2 separate regions of the Mus musculus genome follow, and region 1 is linked to region 2. A link is a contact called in public Hi-C data. All regions are on one chromosome and are shown on one strand. The core of a region is the stretch at or near the end of the contact, and the rest is flanking DNA. Distances in the headings are between cores, read along the strand shown. Region 1 overlaps Taf3 (TATA-box binding protein associated factor 3). Region 2 overlaps Gm13219 (predicted gene 13219).

The links. A called contact is a pair of places that touch in the nucleus more often than the background predicts.
Region 1: a Hi-C map of group 2 innate lymphoid cells shows a contact between it and region 2, with 5 times the contacts expected there. The contact joins two enhancer-like sites. A contact is called at or near these places in 5 of 484 Hi-C or Micro-C datasets (the HPC-7 cell line, epidermal suprabasal cells, group 2 innate lymphoid cells and 1 more) and 1 of 115 datasets of contacts at active chromatin or transcription factors (astrocytes).

Annotation. Positions count from the first base shown.
Region 1 is chr2:10,012,323-10,019,381 of GRCm38.p6, forward strand. All of the region lies in intron 2 of Taf3 (TATA-box binding protein associated factor 3), which reads right to left. Among named protein-coding and RNA genes, the nearest start is that of Taf3, 33 kb to the right of the region's middle. Within about 2 kb of position 2,834, at least 28 of the 459 cell types and tissues checked have an H3K27ac peak or open chromatin away from gene starts, as enhancers often do. A contact at or near this core is called in group 2 innate lymphoid cells, where this site is marked.
Region 2 is chr2:9,374,659-9,381,917 of GRCm38.p6, forward strand. All of the region lies in intron 1 of Gm13219 (predicted gene 13219), which reads left to right. Among named protein-coding and RNA genes, the nearest start is that of Gm13219, 26 kb to the left of the region's middle. Within about 2 kb of position 3,518, at least 7 of the 459 cell types and tissues checked have an H3K27ac peak or open chromatin away from gene starts, as enhancers often do. A contact at or near this core is called in group 2 innate lymphoid cells, where this site is marked.

The sequences.
Region 1 (7,059 bases), core at 1,584-4,083, 640 kb after region 2:
CCGAGGATCAGAAATTAATTTTTTACAAGGATATACTTTCCTGAAAATGACCAGAACTTAAAAGAAGTGAGTGATGAGATTTTCATACTTAAAGGAATGATGGATTACAAAAGGCAAGGAGCAAGGTGATCATGGATTAGAATGCTACTGTTTCCTCTCCAGAGAAGTCCATAGTTATGTTTCTTTCCACAGGCTCTTAAAAGACAGAGAGAGACAGATGGACAGACAGACGGAGAGAGATGGACAGAGAGAGAGAGAGGGAGAGAGAGAGAGAGAGACATGCACGTTTGTGTATATTTTCACTATTACATTATTACTTGTATAGTAGTCCAAGCCACTTTTTCTACCTCCTAATTATCTACCTTTTTTCTTAAAGGATCACATCTGAAATCTCTAAATTTAAACATGCACAAAATGATATTTTTTTTAAAAAAGTGATATTTTAAAAAAATCTACAACGAGGGGCTGGAAAGCTGGCTGGGAGGTTAAAAGTGCTTGTTCTGTTTCCAGCACCCACATGGCGACTTAAGTTGCATGAGTTCTGAGATCCTCCTCTGACCTCTCTGGGCACATGGCACACATACATATATACAGGCAAAACACTCATAAACATAAAATAAGTAAGTCTAAAAAATGAACAAAGCAGATACTCTGGAAACAAAGACTCAACTACAAAGTAACACAACAGCACATAAAGGTCAGGTCTGCAATACAGAGGGCAAAAAGAAGTAAAAGTCTAAGCCTCAGAGTCATGAGAATCCCATGAGGTGACAAATAGTGAAGAAAAGCAAGAAGGCCCCAGCGTGGTGGAAAGCAGGAGCCCAAAGTAAGCCAAACCAAGAGCAGTCAATCCGATGCAAGGTGAACCACCTATCCCTAAAGGACACTGCCACACAGTGCAGCTCTGAGCAACTGATACCAAGATATTCTGATGAACTCTTTAGACTTCCAGAAAGGGAAAACAAACAACAAACTCCTTTGATTATTTAAAGAGCTAAAAGGGTAAGTTATATGCCAGGGGAACAGGCTTAGAAACAAGGCTTAAACCAGTGGCCATCAGTGGCCCAGGACCAGAGTAGGTAGGGTCCTGAAACACAAGTCTGAAAACTTGTCAGAGTCTAGTTTCTACAAAGTGTAAATTTAATATCAGAGAGAGCCTTCCTTGGGTAATAGATAGGAACTTTGGATAAAACAATGAAAACAAGTATGTGAAGGTTCTAGAAAGCAAGGAAGAGCAAGCAGACTTGAAAGACAGTTACAGTTGAGAAGAGAGGTCAGCACTGAGGAGAAGCTCATCTTTTGGGCCTTCCGTCTAAGGGCAGACTCTGACCTGGGCTTTGTGAAGTCCCTGGACATAAAGAAAAACCTGCACTGCTACTCTCCTGTGGACTCAGGATGGAGCCTGAGACTGACAACCAAACTCTACAAAGGAGATAGACGGGGAGTGGGAGAGAGTGGACCAGGAGTGGGGCATCCTGGCCTCTACATATAAATTCTGATTTAAACAATTATGGTGGTATTATGTTTTGTCAAAATAGAAAACCTGCAGAGCAAGGGTGAGCCCTAAGTAAAGAGCAGAGCTGGAGCAATAGCAAGCTGACAGTGTGCTCCTCAGTACACCCTCAGTTAGTGTGTCCGTGGCAGGGGCTGTGGATGGAGATACAGTGGGCATGCCAAACTTTCTGTATGTTCAGATCAATTTTGCTTTTTGAACTTAAATTGGCTCTTAAGCCAAGTACATAATTAAATAAAACCCAGGTCATGTAGCATTAAATATAAAATATGTATGGGTAAGTTAATAAATTATGCATAAGAGGCACACTGAAAACTACTGCACAATGCTAAGGAAAACCAAGTGAGTTAGGAAGGAAGAACTAAATCATGCTCATGAACTGGAAGGTTCAACAGTGCCACAACAGGAATTCCTCCAAAGTGACCTAGAGACTCTATGCAGTCCCCAAACTCCCTACAGTCTTTTCTGCACAAGTCAGGAGCCTGACCAAAGACTGATGTGGAAAGACAAGGGCCTCATGGCAAAGCTACAATGAGCCTAAAGAGCTGGCCTACTCGTAAGCTAAGAAGTGGGCCTGCAGAGCTCTCTGCATTTTCATAGACAATATCTGATCCCAAGATCAGAGATTAAAAAGTTTATCTCTCTCAGCCTTCCCTGGGTATTTATCTGAGATAAATGAAAGCACAAATGCTCACTGTAACTTTATCAGAAACTGTAAAACAAGAGACAACTGGAATGTCCATTAACAGGTGAGTGGGTAAATAAGCTATGGTGTGTGTATATGTATGTGTGTATATATATATATATATATATATATATATATATATAATTGCTACTCCTCAATAAAGGCCGGAGTATAGAAATTAGCAATGATATGGATGAATCTCAATATAATTGAGTGAGTGGGAAGAAACAAAAGACATTTTCTATGATGGAAACAGGCCAGCGATTATCTGGAGACAGAACTGGGGAGAGGGGAGATGAGACTCCTGGGGAGGTGGATATTTTCTCATTTGTCTGTGAAAATGGTTTCAGAAGTACTGACACATCTCAAAACTTATCAAAATGCAGACTTGAAACACATGGGATTTATTCCATACCAGGTATATGTCAATCAAGGCTAAAAAGGCAGGATCCCAAGCAAGCGCCAGGTGTGACACACCTGCAACCCCAAAGTCCAGGAGCTGAGATCTGACAACCATGGCCAGAAGGCCAGTCTGCACTACATTATGATAACCTACCTCAGAAGTAGTAAGAGGAGCACCCACAGTGACGCCGAAGCAACAGACTTCAGCTGCTGCTCAGCCTGGGACGCACAGCTGCCAGTCTGAGTTCAGCCAAACTAACTTCCTGCTGCCATAAGCAACCAACAGAAGCAAAATCAACACTCATCAGTAAAGTGCAACAAAACTCAGACTCTTCTATAGACTAACATTAATGCCAGGAGCATAACTAGGACTTAGTAGTTATAGGGAGAAATGCTAACAAAGCCTGCCAAAGAAAAAAGGCAGTCAGAGTCCAACTCAGACAACCAAAAGAGGTTCTCCTGTCTCAGGTTCTCGCTGTCTCAAAGCAAACAAAGCACGAGTCTAACCCTGGGGCTGCCGAGGCGCTTCAACAGGTAAGAGTGTGTACTGCTCTTGCAGAGAAGCTGGGTTTGGTTCTAGAAACCACATCGTGTGCCTCACAACTGTCCATGACTCCAGGTTCAGGAGATCTGAAGCCGTTGGCCTGCACAGGCACCTGCACTCATGTGCACATATGGCTGCACAGACACATATACATAGTTAAAAATAAATCTTAAAAAGTGAAGTTTAACATATGTTTAGCTGAGGTCTCACAAAGATGACAGACTAGAGAAGAAAAAGTACACTTCTCAAGCATAAAAGGATGAAACCACAGTTGAACTGCTGAAAACCAAATACAGTCTTGAAATTAAAAAAGAAAGATACCCATCTCACAAAACAATATCAATATTTAGACCCATGACATATCACTCCAAAGACACCTGACTTCTTACAGAAACAGTGGATCTTTATAGGCAGTACTGGGGTGTCTATGAGGTGGTAAAGGAAAAGAATAACCCCCAACACAGACATCTCTCCCCATAGAAGCTTTATAAAAGCCAAGACTGTTCTGAGAAGTGGACAACTGTAGATCTAAGTCAGGAGCACACACAGTTAGCCTGCAGCATCCTGACATAGCAAGAAGCCCATGTCCATGGTGCTGTCTGGGAACACAGACCAAATATGACAAGGCTCCTGCTGCTAAAGGGCCTGCAGCTGAGACCCACATAGACAAAGGCTGGCAGGCTTTATTCCCATTAAGGATGTTTGAGCTTACTAGTTCAGAATGCACAAGACTGACCATTCTGCTAACCTCCACACTAAGCAATATGAGAGCTACACACTTAAGAACTATTGGGACAGGCAACAAAAACCACTTTATGTAAGAGCACATAAAGCTTTAAACAGCAAGTGTAGCTACTCTGTTACTTTTGGAGGGCAGCAGTGGTTATGACTTGGGAGCAATGTAACCCACAGGAGAGCCTTGGCCTTGGCCCTAAAGCTGTAAGGCTGGTTTCAAGACAGACTGTGTGCGTGTGTGTGTGTGTGTGTGTGTGTGTGTGTGTGTGTGTGTGTGTGTATGACCCTGCACATTTAAAATACTAAATCTGCCAGGCATAGTGGCACAGGCCTCTAATCCCAGCAGAGGCAAAGGCAGGAGGATCTCTGTGTGTTTGAGGCCAGCTTGGTCTGCCCAGAGAGCTCCAGGACAGCCAGGGTGTCATAGAGAGACCCTATCTATCTCGATGAACAAACACTGAATCTGGCATTGTCTACCTGGTACATAAAACCTGGGTCCTCAACAAAGGAAAAAATCCTTTCTAAAGGGTGGAATCTTGAGAGTTATATGGCTTCTATGTTTGCTACTGTAAAGAATTCTAAAACAGTTCTAAAGTAGAACTTCTTAAATAAAGCTCACTAAACATAGATTTTCTTAAACTAAGGCTTAATAAATATGCATAGTTCAAAGACTCCCAGAATCTATGACTGACAGCAATCTCAGCCTAAACCCTTATGTTTGTTATGGAAGATCTCATTTTGCTCCCCAACACCTAAATGTTCCTGTTGAGGATGCTATTACCACTTACTGAGGAAACCAAGTGGTAGTGAAGCTTTTCAGTTCACAGTGCCCTTACTGTCTCAGGCCACAAAAGTGATTCTATTGGTTAAGTAGTTATAGACTAACAATTCAGAATTCATGTAATAAGAGTTGATCACTGTTTAAACGACATATGTGCAAATATTTAAAACGTTGCTAATTGGACCAGCCACTCCTGTTTCCTGTTTTTCAGTAGATTTTACGTACCTCTTACTTTTTAATCATACCAATGACTAAAACTCTAGTTTAGAAAAGATATGACATCATCCAATAATGATGCTAAAACCATGGTGAATGAATGAGCAGCACACATTGTCTGGCAAGACATTAAGCCGGTGTGCTTTCCACTACGTTTAAAATTCCTAGGGCAACAGTGCGCATTCACTGCACCACCTAAGCACAGAGCTGGAAATGGGAAGACTAGACCGCCGTCTCCTGTTCCTGAATTACCAATTACTTTGAAAGATAGTAAACTCATGTTTGGTTTTTTTAAACATATCATAGATTATAAAATCATTTAAAACTTCAAGAATCATTGCTTTAAAGAAAATGTTAGAGTGAAGTCCAGTCTCTACAGTGACCATGAGTAATCACATTTATTGTTCCATGGTTTGGAAGACATAAAACAGGAAGACTCCCAGGGGCTGGGGCGGTGCTGGGAGCTGAGAAGTCCTTGCTGCTCTTGCAGAGGACCTGGCTTTAGTTGCCAGCACTAACATGGGGCTCATAATTAGTAATTCCAGTTCCATGGGACCTGACAACGTCTTCTGTCCTCGGAGGCTATCAAGCACACCCATGGAGTGCATACAAAACATTCACACACATAAGATAAAATATATAACATACAGTTTAAAAGCCAGAAATGCTATGTCACTAAGCATAATAATTATCATGAAATAATACATTCTCTAAAGAAGAGTAACTTGCCCAAAAGACATTTTGTATATATTAAGCACTGTGTTATAAGTGCTAGGTGTGAAACAGTCAATAAAATAGAAAAAACAAACAAACAAACAAATAGATGAGTACACCCTGGTGGAGGGAGGTAAAAAACCAAAAGTCCCTAAATGAAGAGAATAAAGTGCCATCATCATTCACCAAGGTACACAATACTGTACAGTTAGCAACCAATTCCTTCCTGTTTCCTTGTCAAATGAGGATAGTTTAAAGTCATTCCATCAAGAGCAAAGACAAGTAACTGAAGAGATTGTGCAGTGGTTAAGACCACAAAAGAACACACACTACTCTTGCAGAGGACCTGAATTCAATTCTGATCAGCCACAGCACGTGGCTCATAACTGCCTCTAACTCTAGCTCTACAGGGCTGGCTTCTGTGGGCACCACACTCATGTACACACACACAAGTTAATATATAAGGAAAAAAGAAGATGAGCTAGGCATAGTGACACACACCTTTAATCCCAGTACTCAGGAGGCAGAGGCAAGCAGATCTCTAAGCTCAAGGCTAGCCTGGCCTACAGAGCAAATCCTAGGTCAGCTAGGGCTATACAGACAAAAACTGTCAAAGAAAGAGAAGAGAAGAGAAGAGAAGAGAAGAGAAGAGAAGAGAAGAGAAGAGAAGAGAAGAGAAGAGAAGAGAAGAGAAGAGAAGAGGGGAGGGGAGGGGGATAGGGGAGGGGAGGGGAGGGGGATAGGGGAGGGGAGGGGGATAGGGGAGGGGAGGGGGATAGGGGAGGGGGATAGGGGAGGGGAGAAGAGAGAGAGGGAGGGAGGATGGATCAATGGATGACCAATGACAAGCAAAGACAGGGAAGTAGGGATGAAAGAAATGTGATCAGACCAGAAAACAGTGAGCGATTCAGCTGAGCCCTGATTTCAGGAGCCAAGGGTGTTGGACAGATAGACAGCATCATTACTTTTCTCATCCATCCTAAAATGAGCTGAAGAGAGCGTCCCTGTCAGAGGATTCTGGATGTCAGTGTTGCTCTCCTGGAATCCAGAAACCACACAGCAGGGATGAAGGGCACATTTCCATGTACAGAGGGTAGGTTACAATTCTTGGTAACGAATCCCAGAAAAGCCCTAGTTGAAAGACAGCATGTGAAAAGCGAGCTAAAAATGAAGAAGCAAGCAAACTGACTTTGGTGTCCTCTAAACCAACACTCAGGTTATCTAAATTAAACAAGGGGAGACAGTCTGACTCTTAGAGTCTCTGTACTCTCCCAGTTGTCTTACACATACTTATTCACTGCAAAATTAAGAAACAAAATCCCAGGCTGTTGTACAAGCCTGGCTTTGTACATAGATCTCCTATGCTCTCAGACAGTCAGGTGGCTCCCCTGTACCACTGCTTGGGGTTTTAGCTTTTGGTTTTCGCCTACAATGAGGATAATGATAAAACCTCAGAGCAGCTGTGAGGA
Region 2 (7,259 bases), core at 2,268-4,767:
AGCCAGCTGTGCATTTTAACTTCACATTTTGATTCCTTAACAAGATGAGTGCAAAAGGAAACGTATTTTACATGAAACTATTCAAGTGTCGAATGCTAACTTATTAGTTATGCAAAAATTTAACCTAATTTGCATGATTAAGTATAGTGTGAGTATAGAATCAATGAATCTGAGAATTGAAAGTGCATGAGATCTGCAGTTAATGAGCCTGCATGAAATCCATGACCTGTCATTTTGCAGTGTGACATTAAGCAAATTAATCAATTTCCATCTGGTAGGATAATACCTCTCTCAGAAGCCAATCCTTGGGATTCAGTATAGTAGTATACACAGTCCTAAGCAGCAATATCTCCTTGGACTTGGCAACCACACCCACCAAGCTGACTGATAATAATGAGGATTGTGAACCATCTACTCAGTTCCCTTGACAATTTTTAGAAGGCAATATTCCCAATTACTATTTTACAGATGAGGAGCATAAGACACAAAATGGATGTACTGGGTCAAGATCAAAAAGCTATGAATTGACTAAATGAGGTGTGATTCTGGAATCCACACATTAGATCACAGTAACCTCCACATACATCTTCTCCTTAAAGTTTAAAGATAGATGACCTTGAAGTTACAGAAGGTTGAAGTTGCATTTGAAATAAGTCATGTAAGTAGATGTAAAGTTGGCGATTCTGACCGGTCAAAGACACATGCACACGAAGCAGAAAAACGGAGACAAGAACAAATCAAGGAATAGGTGTATCGTGGGTTTGGAGTGATAAAGCAGAAAGTCACATTACTATCTTGAAGTCATAAGTGATTCAATTACTTTACAAGTTATTTACTACTCTAAAATAGTTACAGCAAATTCTCACACTGCAATAGCCAGAACATTCTAGAAAGGCTCCCATCTCAGGGAACTAAAAGAAAAACAACTAATGCCAGCCCCACAACAACTCAGTCTCTTCATAGCACACTATGTCATCATTGACTGGAGCTGATCTCTGCCATGCTAAAATAAACACCCTGGAGTTTGCAGTGTGTTTCTCTCTTCTACCCACTGTCCATTTACCCCACTCCACATGTATACCCATCATATATTTAAAGTCACAAACCTTTCTCAGTGGAGCTAACATGTTCTGGATGCTGAATGAGATTCTTAAAGCCACTTAAAAGAAGCAGCTGCTTATCCCACTCACTCCCAAAACAGCCATTGGCTTCAATATCATCTTTCCACCCATGGTAAGCCTGTGAGCCTTCATGTCTTGCCTCAGTTCCCAAGTCCACAGGGTTTTCCCACACCCACCCAAGCAGTTATACCAGCCAAGGGAGCCCAAGGCCAATGACAGTGAAGACAGAACCAGTAGTACTTGAGTAGATGGGTGTGTGGATTAGCTGTTGGTGACTTGTTGCTTCTGACCTAAGGCAAGAGGAGGCAAGGAAACCATTCCAGTTCTGATAAGCAAAGAGGCAATGTAGGTCAACAAGAGTCTCACCATCTCTAACTGAACTCATCTGCAATGGAGCTACAGGATGTTAACAAAAGTGATTAATACCTATCTCATAAAAATTTATCATGATAAGGACAATGGTAACTCTAACCACATGTCAGGCATTGTTCTTGATATATTAGCACTTTTTACTCTAGTTCTTTGAGGCTAGTACAATTGTCACCATTGTTCATATGTTGAAACTGAGGTACATAACAGTTAAATAGCATTTTCCAATTGTATATAAAAGTGAGGAAAACTAAATGTATAATTCAATCTGCTTTTAAAATCTTTCTTCCCACCACTTTGCTACAGAAAGTTAAAAGGAAGAGCTGTTATGATTTTGATTTTTCTTTATCTTTTTGACTTTCAGATTTTTTTTGTTTTGGTTTTTGTTTTGAAACAAGAATTCTTATGATCCAGGATATCCTAGAACTCATGAGATAGCTAAGGATGACCTTTCTATATTCATATCCTAAGTTCTGGGATTACAGGTATGTAGTATCACCTTTGTCTCCTCATAAGCTTTTTATGAAAAGAACCACACAATATATATTTTAGGCTTTGCTTACCACCAAATTCCTGTCACAACTATTGAACTCTACCACTGTAGTCCAAGGACCAGGGTAGATAATATTTTAACACTAGTCTATTAACACCTATTTATAGACATGAGGGTATGAAGTTCATATTTTTTTCACATACCCACAAAATATGATTTCAATTTTTTCAACCATTTAAAAGCAAACAAATCATTCTTAGCTCACAATCCATATAAAAACAGGTGGTAGATAAGATTGAAGTCAGAGGCCATAATTTGCAAACCCTTGATCAAAAGGTTTGAATGCAATTAAAACAACAGACATGTGCAGAAAACTATGAATTGTAGTTAGTTATTTGTCTGCTCTGCTTGCATTGAACCTATTTAAATCCTAAAATTACTATCAGTCTTTCTGCTTTGACTGATCTGCACCAGCACAACCTACTTCTAAAATCCAGTGTAGATCTGCCGGTTAACAAGCTCTGTGGCCTTGGGCAATTTACTTAACTCTAAGCCACAGCTTCCTCATTGTAATAAGCAGTTATCCGGCAGGTTGATTGTTGTAGGCATTGAATTAAAAAATAGATGTCAAAAAATTATCAGTGATCCCCAGCATGTTGTAAACTTTCAATAAGTATTAACCCTATTAGTGCTCATATTATTATTACTATTGTCAAAATCATCAGCCCTGATTTAAAACACAAAATCAAAATAGCATATCAGTTGAAGCTCACGTCTGCAAGATGATGGAGGTCACCTTGAAGGTGACTAAAAGTCCTTTAAGTCTCTTTTGCAAGGTCCTTACTACCGGATAATTAAATCATATCTAAAACACTGCCTTCCTTACAAAATGAGAACATTTTGCCGTACTCTATTCTAGCAAAGAATCTAGAAAAATTAATCTATGCATGTCACCTAACACAATCCAGTCCCCAGGCTAGTCTGTCGGTGACTAGCTATGCTAGAATCTTGGGTCATAGTCAATATCTCATTCCCTAGTCTTAGCTTATTTGGGCGTTTATTTTTAATGTTTGCAAGCCACAGTAAAAAAAATGGAAAGATACAAACATTGGCATAATGAACCTCTATGCTTGAGGAGGACCATACTTATGTATCAATTAATTGAGCTCTGAGCATATAAAATACTTCTTGGGGGGCATATCAAAGGCAGCAGTGCTACCAATGGCCAGTTACACATAACAAAGTCTAGCTCTCCCTTTCCTTGGTCCCTCTAATATTTCTTGAACATGTCGTGTGTGTCTAGCATCATGGATCCTCTAACCATTTCTGTGGTTCGAGCATGAGTTACTAAAGATGAGATATGCAAATAAAATGCTTTAAAAGACCCAGAAATCACCACTGTCTATGTGTGGGCCAAGGAAAACCATGACTATGCTAAAAGTCATCAAGTTCCTTTGTTATCTGAGACTCGACTGTTTTCAGCTCAAAAGACTTGTGGGCAGGTAGCTTCGGTGAAGTTCACCATTTATCTGTTGGAGAATCAGCTGAGCGTGACTACGTTATCTGACGCTCTGTTTCAAAGGACTGATGGGTTGTGTTCTCAGAAGGGCTTGGCAATTCATCAGCAGCAGGAATGAGAGATGGTTCCCAGAAAACAATTTCCCTGTCATCTCAAGCTTTGTGTATGGCAGGAACCAAATGTCAGGTCTGATAGTTTGAATAGCAAGAAGCCTGGCCAAGTGTGAGAAAGAGACAACTTCTGTAATTCTGAAAGCACATTTGGATGAAATCAAGTAAGCATGGCTCAGATGATCATAACAATTAAGGATCTCCACCAGAGAAACTTGGAGCAAGTGAGGGATGGTTCTGCACATGTTAACAAGCAGATGCTCAGGTTTCTTGCTATGGCTAATCCCATACTTTCTGATCTCTTTTCTCTGTTAAGTTTGCTGTCTAGTCAAGTGTGTGCTTTTTGTCTGCAATTCTATTGCTCAGGTATTTCATTAAACATTTTTCCTTGTACTGCAAAATTGATCGATGAGCTAGGTGACTATCAGTGAACCCAGTCACTTAACTAATTCCCTCTCTGTTATATTTCTTTATAAGCGTGGGAACCCTCAGAAATGAATAGATAGATCACTAGGTACATAATTCTTTCCTTTGATTTCTCAGAGCTCATTTTTAAGACACTTAAAAGCTTCTAAACCACTGTCCCATCCTTTTTTTCCCCTGCCAGCTACTTCTTTAAGAATATTTTCATGCCTTCAGTTTCCTGTTAGTGAGCTCAAATAAGAAAATGCTTAAAGACCCTCACTCTTCCAGGGTAACTAATGTTTTATTTAAAGTTAAAGTTTTATGTTTTATGTTTATGTTTTATTTATTTATTTGTATGTTTTTTATTTTTATGTTTAATGTTTTATTTAAAGCTGTAAATGTCTAACAGCAACATCTCACACCTTCAAAACAACTCAGGAAGAATAAAATTCTTCCAAACATCTTTCACTTCAATAACTCCAGGCTTGTTTTATCTGCATGCATTTGGTTCCCAATCCATCAATCCATTACCCAGTTTTAAGAGGGTAATAGTAGACATTAGGGACTACTGTAAACACAGTGTTCTGAATTCTTCCAAGAAAGCAACAGATAACTGGAGCGCAATTCATCATCCCCTGCCAGAGAAACAGGGACTTTGTTGGAAAACCTGTCCTGCCCCTTTCTCTCCTTCAAGACTAAAACCTGTTGATTTCTCTTTGTACTACTAGAGACTAAACCCACGCTCTTACCTATTCTACAGAAATATTCTATCAAAACGTCACATCTTCAGTCCTTAAAACAGCCACTTTTGAAGCTAGCAATATATCTATCTTTCCATTACCTAATTTATAAAGAAAGTTAATGGGACACAGGACCACAAAGTAATAGGACAGTTATTAGTTTATTCATCTTCATATAGATTAGGTTTGTAAGGTTGAGAACAAACTGACCCTACTTTCAAGAAATGCCCAGGTACACTAAGATAACGAATAAATGCAAAACCAGTAAGTCTGTTTGCATGATGCACAAAGAGACTATTGCTGAATCTATTTTTTTTTCTCTCTCTCTTGGAAAGAACAGAGTCTACTGTACAGGAACACTAAGCTCTGGGACAAAGCCAAAAGACTCTCGAGACTGAAACTTGGAGTGTGTAGCCTCATCCCTCCAGGATCCATAATGAAACTATGAATGTAGCACAAGCAGAGAAGAGTATCCGCTAACATTGTATAGTTGAAACCACTGCAAACACGAGACCTACAGTGGAGAGCAAGTGGCTGCACTTTCTGGATAAACTGAGATCTTGGAAATTTTTTTCATTTAGTTAGCCATCAAAGCAGAAGTCAGCCGCAGAATATATCAGTAGTGCAGAGACAGAACAAGCAGAGCATACCCAGCAAGAATATAGCACAAATCTTTGAAAATTACATACCTTTCACTCCAAGGAAACGCAATACAGGAGTTATTTTGTGAGAACCAATACGTTGATAGGACTTTCTGGTAATAACTGGAAAGGGGAAATGGAAAGGTGAATTAACAAGCAATTGTGAGCTCAACTCCATAAAATTCAAGTAAAAACTGTGATTGTTCTGTTCGCACTGCGGCTATAATACTGTAGTTTTACAGAAGAGTAATGGTAGGAAAGTTACAAAGCCATATCAGATATATTGTGTAAGTAGAGGAGATGGACGGGTATACGCTGTGTACATGTTTGACAAATAATTACCAAGTGCTTTACGTAAACCTCAGCTGAGAAAATAACAGCGAACGCTAGTGGTTTGTCCATGTTTATTTAGAACCTGATGACCTGACACAGTCTCCATCCTTAGTTTTGTCTTGATCCCTCATCTTAATCATCTACAAACAGTATTGGCAATTTTCTATGCATATGAAAAATAGAGACAACTCAAGCAATTAGGCATTTCACGGGTAGGGGTTCATTCAAAACTTTTAGTCTTTATGACAAAGACCTGAGAGAAACCATTTAAAAGAAGAAAATTTAGTTTTGCCTAGGTACTCAGAGGTTGTGGTTCATAATTATCTGGCTCCATTTTTTTTTTCTGAGCCAATGGTGAGCCAGCGCATAATGGAAATATGGGGCTTTGCAAAGCTTCATGTCAGTGAGAAACCAAAGAAGAGACATGAAGGGACACGTGTGTGTGTGTGTGTGTGTGTGTGTGTGTGTGTGTGTGTCAGAGTATCTCACTTGAAAACTAATGCACTACTATAATCCTTTGACCTCTGCCTCATTTTCACCCCCTCAGAGACAATAAAGAGTACACAGCAGAGATGAGCAGAATTTTCAGTGCTCCCAAGGACAGTGGACTTCATATGTGGACTTCCACAGCCGCAGTATTTGATCACTGCCAACCATAAGTATGAGCAGACTTTGCTGTTGTTAAGACATCAGTGGACAGCTTCTATGTTGTTACAGCCGTGGGGATCATCAGGCCAGTCTCACAGGGATAGGCAATGTGACATCTACCAAGTGGAATTGAGAGGGAGCTAAAGCAAAGTGATATAAGTAATTTCTACTGCTCCTATTTTGCATAGAATCCTGAAGTTCCAAAAATAGGAGAGTGAGGTGGGCTTGTTGGAGTAGGTGTCACTTTGTTGCAGGAAGTGACCCCTGGGGGCAGGCTTTATAAGGTCACATGGTCAACCCAGGCTGGGTGAGGTAGTCACTTCCTGCTGCCTCAGCTCCTTCTTCAGCACCTTGTCTGCCATGCTTCTGGCCATGAAGGTAAAGGAATAAACTTCTGAACTGTAAGCCAGACCCTATTAAATGTTTTTTTTTATAAGAGTATCATTGTGGAGGTCACGAAGTCAGTGGACACACCCACGGTCCCTAGTTGACTCCCCACGACATCTTAGGATCACTGGTGAGTGGAACACAACATCGGTTCCAATCCAATCATGAGGGACCTGAGACAGCAGAAGGGAAGCAGAAAACCAGGGACCTTGACCAGCTACATGTCCCTTCCTGTTGGCACCAGCACCAGGTCACCTTGGGCACAGAATCGGCAGACACCCCCACAGTCCCCAGAGGACTCTCCACTTGATCTTAGGATCACTGACCAGACAGCTTTACGGTCCTCAAAGGAGACACCACTTCCAGGCACTGTAACATGCCTAGGATCTTAGGACAACAGGATCCCAGGAGCTGGGTCACACCAGTATTTCAGGGTCTCAGGGGAAGCTTGACTGCCAAAATCTCTGACACACCCAGATTCTCAGGTTCACAG